Regions from separate parts of the Mus musculus genome. Here region 1 is linked to region 2. The links are chromatin contacts, called in public Hi-C maps. All regions are on one chromosome and are shown on one strand. The core of a region is the stretch at or near the end of the contact, and the rest is flanking DNA. Distances in the headings are between cores, read along the strand shown.

Evidence for each region. Hi-C and Micro-C count contacts between places; a contact is called where the count stands out from the background.
Region 1: a contact with region 2 is called in a Hi-C map of bone marrow-derived macrophages, with 37 read pairs. The contact joins the enhancer-like site here to the promoter of Cd320 in region 2. A contact is called at or near these places in 9 of 39 promoter capture datasets (the C10 cell line, the HPC-7 cell line, HPC-7-derived erythroid cells and 5 more), 1 of 15 datasets of contacts at CTCF or cohesin (large pre-B cells), 2 of 484 Hi-C or Micro-C datasets (the C10 cell line and bone marrow-derived macrophages), 3 of 115 datasets of contacts at active chromatin or transcription factors (the HPC-7 cell line, the NIH/3T3 cell line and embryonic stem cells) and 3 of 9 other capture datasets (adipose tissue, liver and pancreatic islet).

What each region holds. Positions count from the first base shown.
Region 1 is chr17:33,744,941-33,748,561 of GRCm38.p6, forward strand. Rab11b (RAB11B, member RAS oncogene family) reads right to left here. Exons shown (of 5, transcript NM_008997.3): 4 at 3,570-3,621; 5 at 1-2,873. The coding sequence ends at 2,728. Among named protein-coding and RNA genes, the nearest start is that of Gm17251, 13 kb to the right of the region's middle. Within about 2 kb of position 1,276, at least 26 of the 459 cell types and tissues checked have an H3K27ac peak or open chromatin away from gene starts, as enhancers often do. A contact at or near this core is called in bone marrow-derived macrophages, where this site is marked.
Region 2 is chr17:33,840,791-33,844,585 of GRCm38.p6, forward strand. Cd320 (CD320 antigen) reads left to right here and starts at 2,301. Exons shown (of 5, transcript NM_019421.3): 1 at 2,301-2,501. The coding sequence starts at 2,381.

The sequences.
Region 1 (3,621 bases), core at 26-2,525, 97 kb before region 2:
TACAGGCAGAGCTGTCAAAGACAGTTCTCCTCTAGCTGCTACACAGCTTCTGGCACTATGAAAGCTAGGCAGGAAGCTTCCAGATCAGTTCTCCTTGATTTTTCCATTTCTTACAACCAAAGCATATAATGTGTTGCATGGACATTGCATATCTACTTACGTGTGTACACTGTGAGAGCATCAGTGTATACTCTATGTGGATACATTTGTGTGTGCACATTGCATGTGGCTATGTGCACATTTGTGTGTGCAAATAGTCTCTCCTAAGGGTCCAGGTGGGAGGACAACTTTATAGGGAGTCCTCATCTTTCACATGGTTTGAGACAGGGTCTTTCTTGTTTTACCTCTACAGAAGCTAGTCCACGAGCTTCTGAATACCCTGGCTCTGCCTCTCATTTCCCCGAAGGATTGTTGACATTACAGGTGTTTACATTGAGTCCAACTTTGTGAGTTCTGGGAGCTGTACTCATGCAGCACTTTTACCTAGAGCCTTTGCCCCCACCCAGTGACATTTGTTTTGTAAAAATATTTAGTGTCATGTGGAAATCAGAAGACAACTTGGAGTTGGTTCTTCCAGTACGTCAACTCCATTGGCAGTTCCTGCGAGCTGAGTCTTAGACCTATGCTACCTCCTGCTTATGTCTGCTAGACAGTCCACCTTCCATCATAGCTTTGGCCAAGGGTAACTTCTGGATTGTGAGATGCCCATAAAATCCACCCCAACTTCTTTGGGGTCTTTAGTTTTTCCTTTTTTTTTTTTTTTAATTTAAATTTTATTTTCTTAGACAGGGTCTTATGTAGCTGAGGCTGGCCTTGAACTCCTGATCTCCTGTCACCACCTCCAAAGTATGAGGTAACAAGTCTGAGCCACTGTGCCCAGCTTGGATCTGAGAGATGTATCTGGGATTGACCACTTCCCTCTTCCAACACACACAAGGAGGCTACATTCATTCCAGAATCAGGAGGCAGGACACCCCCAGGTTCTCTTCATTTAGAGATGAGGGTTTCTAGAATAGCTGGCTGTATTTGGATTGTAAGATTTCCTTCAGGGGTGGAGAAGAACACATCTCGTTACTTACTATCTGCTTTGGGTACAGGAACAAGGGCAATGGGTTCTGGGAAGCGCCAGTGAAGATCAAGAGCTGCTCACCTTGTAGTCACTGTTGCCCTCTACTGTCCCCATCAAGTGTCATTCTTGAGTAAAGACAGCCATGGTAGAGCTGACATCACCCACTGTTATCAAGCACACCTTCCTTGCCAGGACTCCAGATAAGGAGTCCATTGTTGGCAGCAGATGGAAGTGGCAAGCATGCTCATGCTTCCCATTCACACCAGGGGGCATCCTAGGCCTGTCAATCCTAGATACAAACGATTTGGGAAAGGCTGGTACAACTTCTCCTTAAACTGTTCCAAGTGAAGGCTGCCACTTCAGGTCACCATCATTTCCTTCCTCCATACTACAGGAGCCACTTGCAGAGGACTCACTCTCCCCTCCTTGGAGCCCAAGATCCTTATCTCACAGCCTACTGTGCAAGATCAGCATGTCTGCCCACTGTCTTCAGCAGGTACTACGCTAACCTACTATTGGGGACACGTAAAAGGGCCCTGGTTCAGGTGCATCATTTGGTGGAGAGAAAGAAGACAGAAGCTGAGTGGTAGGTTTCTGTACAGAAGTGGCTTATACATTTTAGTAACGGGCAACAGTGCAAGGGCTACAGGGAGAATAAGAGTTCGAGAGCTGGGGTTTGGCGTAAATTTTACAAAGTGTATAAAGAATCTGTTCTCTACAATAACAAAAACCAAAGGCTACAAGAGCAGTTGTATATACAAAACACGAAGATATTGCTTCACTTGCAGACAGGTTCCTGACCAGACACGGAGACGAGACAGAGAAGTGGGGATGGGCAGAGGAGAGCGCTGCGTGCAGAGGAGGAGGGAGAGGGGCAAGGGTGTCTTCTCCCAGCATAAATCTACAGGCAGGAGCAGGAGTGCGCAGGCCTGGGAATGCTGGAGGCCGTGCTGGCACTGGCTATGGTGGTGTAGGCAGGAGGCAGAGCCCAGAATGTCCACCTGCTCAGCCTCTGATGCCTGGCTCTTCGGGTATCAGCTCAGAGAGAGTTTGGGATGAGGATACAGGGCCAGCTGGTCAACTGGCCAGAGAGGAAAGGCGGTTTCGATCTCTGAAGTCTGGAAAACAGGAGAAGCAGGTTCCTTCCACTCATCTTCCTCACCTCTGGCTGGCCTTGTCCATCCTACCAACCTCCCTATCCTGTCAAGATGCCCACAATATCCAAGAGCAGGTACATAAGCAAGGGGCTTTTAGCTTCTCTTGAGCAGGCAGGACAGGAGAGGCCACTGGACTCCTGCTCTTCCTGGGCCATTGGGCTGGCAGGCGGAGCTCACTTGGAGGGTGGGAGCAGCCTGTCCTAGAGGGACAAGGGAGGGGCCGGGAGGACACTGGTGAAGGGCTGGCCAAGGATCGAGGACGTGCACGCACGCTGGGTCAAAGTGCAGGGCAAGCCGGGCAGTGGTGGCGCACGCCTTTAATCCCAGCACTTGGGAGGCAGAGGCAGGTGGATTTCTGAGTTCGAGGCCAGCCTGGTTGACAGAGTGAGTCCCAGGACTGCCAGGGCTACACAGAGAAACCCTGTCTCGAAAAACCAAAAAAAACCAAGAAAAACAAAACAAAACAAACCAAAACCAAAAGAAAAAGAAAGTGCAGGGCAGTCACAGGCTCTGGCAGCACTGCAGCTTGTTGGGTCTCTGTCCATCGGTGGTGGGTGGCACACTGATGTCCACCACGTTGTTGCCAGGGGACTCATCGTGGGCTGCACGGTCAGCGATTTGCTTCTGTGACACAATACGGTAGATTTCTGCAACAGGGAGGATGTCGTGAGCAAGCTGTGTACCCTAGGGAAGGCAATTTACCTTTCTGCAGGGTATTGGCTAGATGATTCCTAATCTCCAACTCGACAGAGCCTAGAATCACTTGGGAGAAGGGCCTCTGAGCACGCCCGTCGGGGAGGATCTTGATGACATTAATTGACGTGGGCAGAGCCATTCCCTGCAGGGGATGCTCAGCTGTTTAGTGGAGAAAGGGAGCGAAGTGGTAGCTTGCATGGATCCCCAGTCTCCTGACTGTGATGGCATGACCAGCTGCTTCTAGTACCTTAAGCTGACAGCCAAAATAAATGCCGAATTTGCCCCTTTTTTAGAGTATTTTATCATAGCAATAGGAAACAAAGACAATTCTCCACCACACTGTAGGGAACCCCTACCACATCACAGTAAAACAGAATTCGGGGTTGGGCTCTTGGAGGTTCCCAGGCACAGCCAAGTGGGCAGGGGCAGGAGCAAGTCACAGAACCGGTCCTATCTAACCCAGGCTGCTTGTTCCTTCCTTCCCCTGCAGACCCAGAAGGGCCCACATCACAGGGACTTAGGTGAGGACCTCTGTGTCCACATGCCAGCAAGGGCTAGCTATGTCCTGATTCTGTGGGGCAAGGAAGGTCTATACTGGGTCCTACACATAAAGCACTTCCTAACGGCCACCCAGACCCGGGGCCCACCTGTGAGGATGTTCTTGAATGCTTCCTCTACATTGGTGGAATCCAAGGCTGA
Region 2 (3,795 bases), core at 1,051-3,550:
AACTCAAATGTCTGCTTTTGTAAGCATAAACAAACAAACAAACAAACTTAGCTGGGTGGGCTATCCTTTGATCACCACTCCCCACGTCTCTTTATCTCCCGAGTATCTTTCTGACAAGTCGGCTCCCAGCACAACTGCTTTTGTTCCTTTAGATTAGTGAAGCTCATATAATTCATATTGCATCCTTATTTTTTGAGAAATTAAATATTTTTGAACTCTTTTTTTAAAGTTCTTTCTCACAGGCCTAAGCTGTTCCTAAGATCCTAATGTTTACCATTTTGCTGAGACATTAGCCACACCTTGGCCTCCTGCACTCTTGCTGTCTCTGATTATCATGGAGTTATTAACTTTAACAGGGAGGACATTCCTTGAAGGAGGAATGTAATATACATAGTTATACAAACAAGCCTTAAGCTCTGCACTCATGGAGGCCTATGCCTGATGGCCGTGTCCCAGGGGCAGGTAGCACCCTACCAAGATCCTGATCCTCAAAAGTAGGATGATCTGGGGGGTGGGTATGGGGGACCTTTGGGATAGCATTGAAAATGTAAACGAGGAAAATACCTAATTTAAAAAAAAAATGGGAATGGGTGGGGGGAGGGGGGGACTTTTGGGATAGCATTGGAAATGTAATTGAGGAAAATACATAATAAAAAAAAAAAAAGAGGAAAAAAAAATGTAGGATGATCCCCACCCTCCCCTGGGCTGTCTTACTTACCTCTGTCTGCATCCCTCTCTGCCTGAATACCATTGCCTTCTCCAGAAATTGGTGAGGCTTACACAGTACACTCCAAAAGTAGTCATAACCTCTAACATTTACGGTGGTAGAGAGGCCATCCATCCACAAGCAGCACCATTTGTGTGAAAGTCTGGACTTCTATGTAGCCTTCTGGTCTACATTCTGGGAAACTTAGCCATTTGAAGGTTAGTGACTTGCCTTCCAGCCTTGTTGGGAGGTAGTGTCATAGATTCTTTTTTTTTTTTTTTTTTTTTTTTTCTTTTTGGTTTTTCGAGACAGGGTTTCTCTGTGTAGCCCTGCTGTCCTGGAACTCACTTTGTAGACCAGGCTGGCCTTGAACTCAGAAATCCACCTGCCTCTGCCTCCCGAGTGCTGGGATTAAAGGCATGCGCCTCCACGCCCGGCCAGTGTCGTGGAATCTTAAGGTAGAGCTATGGAAAACGTAATGTGAAGAATAAAACACTAAGCTGGTACATGACTATATCCCCAATACTTCGGAGGCCAAAGCAAGAGAGAGGATCACTAGTTTCAGGCCAGCTTGGGTTACCTCAGACCAGCAGAAACCACAACATCACTAGCCACATTGGATAAGCTGACTCAATGCATTCAACTGTGGAAGTGGGATGAGAAAACCCAAGGCTGCCAATCTGTATCAATTACAATTAATACAATTGTAGTATCAATCTACCAGGCCCATGTTAGAATAAATGTTTCTCAAGTGTGTGAGAACTAGAAGTTAATGAGGTTGGGATGGGAACCAAGGAGATGGTCAGTCCAGGTTCGAAGCCAGTAACTGTTCACTCATTTGATCATTCCATCATTCCCTCACTATTTTCGCCATTCATCAAAGGAAACCAACATCCTGGTTCGCCTGCAGCTGGCATTCTAGGGGGCAATCAAGACAATAAAGCTAAAATAAGTAAAATCCTTAGGTGGCACAAAGGAGGGACCTGCTGGGGAGTGTTCACAGGGTGTGGCTGCCATATTCATTGGGACCATTGGGCAGTGATATTTGCAGTAGGCTACATGTGAAGTTTAGGTCAAAATTGCTAAGTTCATTTATATCCCTAGAAGGTTTATTTTTATTTTTGGTTTTTTGAGACAGGGTTTCTCTTTGTAGCCCCCGGTGTCCTGGAACTTACTCGGTAGACCAGGCTGGCCTGGAACTCAGAAATCTGCCTGTCTTTGCCTCCCAAGTGCTGGGATTTAAGGCGTACACCACCACTGTTCAGCAGAAGTTTATTATTTCAAGTTAATGTGGTTATTTTCATGGAACTGGGGATTAAACCTAGAGCCTCCTGAATACTACTAGGCAAGTGCTCTACTACTGAACTACTCCCCGAATTCCTGTTTTTTATTCTGAGGTAGGGTCTCCTTTAATAGCCTAGGTTGGCTTTGTTCTTCCTCAGCCTGTAGAATATCTGGGAGTTACAGGCCTAGGTCACCAAACACATTAGGTTTTACTGCTAGGAAGAAGCCAGGAGGAGCCCTAAAATCAAAGTACCCTTGTATTCGGGTACTTACGGTCGCAGGCTTGCTTGCGCCACTCCCCCCTGCCTTTGTGTGCGCGTGCGCGAGAATCAGCGCGTCCTTCTGACTGAGCGGCTGCGGCTGGAGCGGAGCAGTTCGGCTAGCTGTTGGATGGCGCGGGGCGGAGCTGGGCGGGCAGTGGCCCTGGGCCTGGTGCTGCGGCTCCTCTTTGGTCTCAGAACAGGCCTAGAGGCCGCTCCGGCTCCGGCCCATACCCGGGTCCAAGTCTCCGGTGAGTGAACCCCCGTTTCTACACCGCTTTTGATCCCGCCTCCACGCGCTGGCATCGCCTCACTATTGGCTGCGCCGCCCATCGGTCGTTGACACTCCCCCAGCACGCGTGTTTGGCTTTAGCGTGGGTAGAGTGGAGAGAATCGGCCCTCTGTGCGTGCAGAGGGGACCGCCACATGGGTGCCTTCTCCTGTGTTCTGCTCAGCTTCCTCCCTTATTCCTGCGCTGTCCCTAAGTCACCTCCAAGCCGTCCTTCAGCTCAATGTGGGCTGGAAGGCTTTTGTTTCTGATTTTGACCTCTCACCACGCAGGGCTGGTCACCCGGTACCTTCTTGCAGCAGGTATGCCTTCCCGAAACCTTCAGCCCTGAGGCTGCAGTTCTGTGGCTGTTCTTTCAGCACCCAGAGCTTCAGTTTTTCCTTGTATTCCTGCCTCAGAGAATGGAAGGAAGAGCCCTGGAGTGTATTTCCCCTGTGAACCCCAATCTTGGCCAGGAACCTGTCCCGGGCAGGACGAGGAGGCCCGATTGTGACCACTGGCCACTACTGACCATCCACTCTGTATGAGAATAGGTCTTAACTGTTTCAAGGTTTTTTTGGTTTGTTTGTTTTTGTTTCTGTTTTTAGGTTTTTATTATGTTTTGATTTTTTTTTTTTTTTTCCAAACAGGGTCTCACTTTATAGCTCTGGCTGTCTGCAACTTGCTATATAGACTAGGCTGGGCTTGAACTCCTAGAGATCCACCTCCCAAGTACTGGGATTAAAGGCAGGCACTAGTTCCCCTTTTTTTGAGACAGGGACTTACTATATAACACAGGCTGGACTGCTGTTTTCAACTTGTGCCTTAGGCTCCCCAGCACAGGGATTATTAGGTATGGACCATTGTATTTGGCTGTTTATGGATCTGTACCCATAAACTACCCCTCCTCCCACTTTCGGCTGTTTTGTAGCTCCAAGCAGTCTTCTTGTTCCAGCATCCCAGGAGCTGGACTTACTATTGAGCAACATTAAGTCTGGCCTTAGTATTCCTCTTTTACAGATGAGGACATAGACTGGGAGGAGGAATCATGGGTCATCCTGACTCCTGTCTGATTAATTGCCCCCAAGAGGTATAGGGTCTGCTCTGCTCTGGGCCCATTCCAAGAAAATACAGAGTCAGGAAGAGAAGGTCTGAGTTGGCAGGACTGTGAGTTGTTAGGCATGGAGAGGAGGCTATGCTGGGCAGGAAGGGGTGGTGGCCAGGGCTTGTATTCAGTTCTTCAGCTCTCTGGAGCTTCTGAACTGTGTGGTATGCAG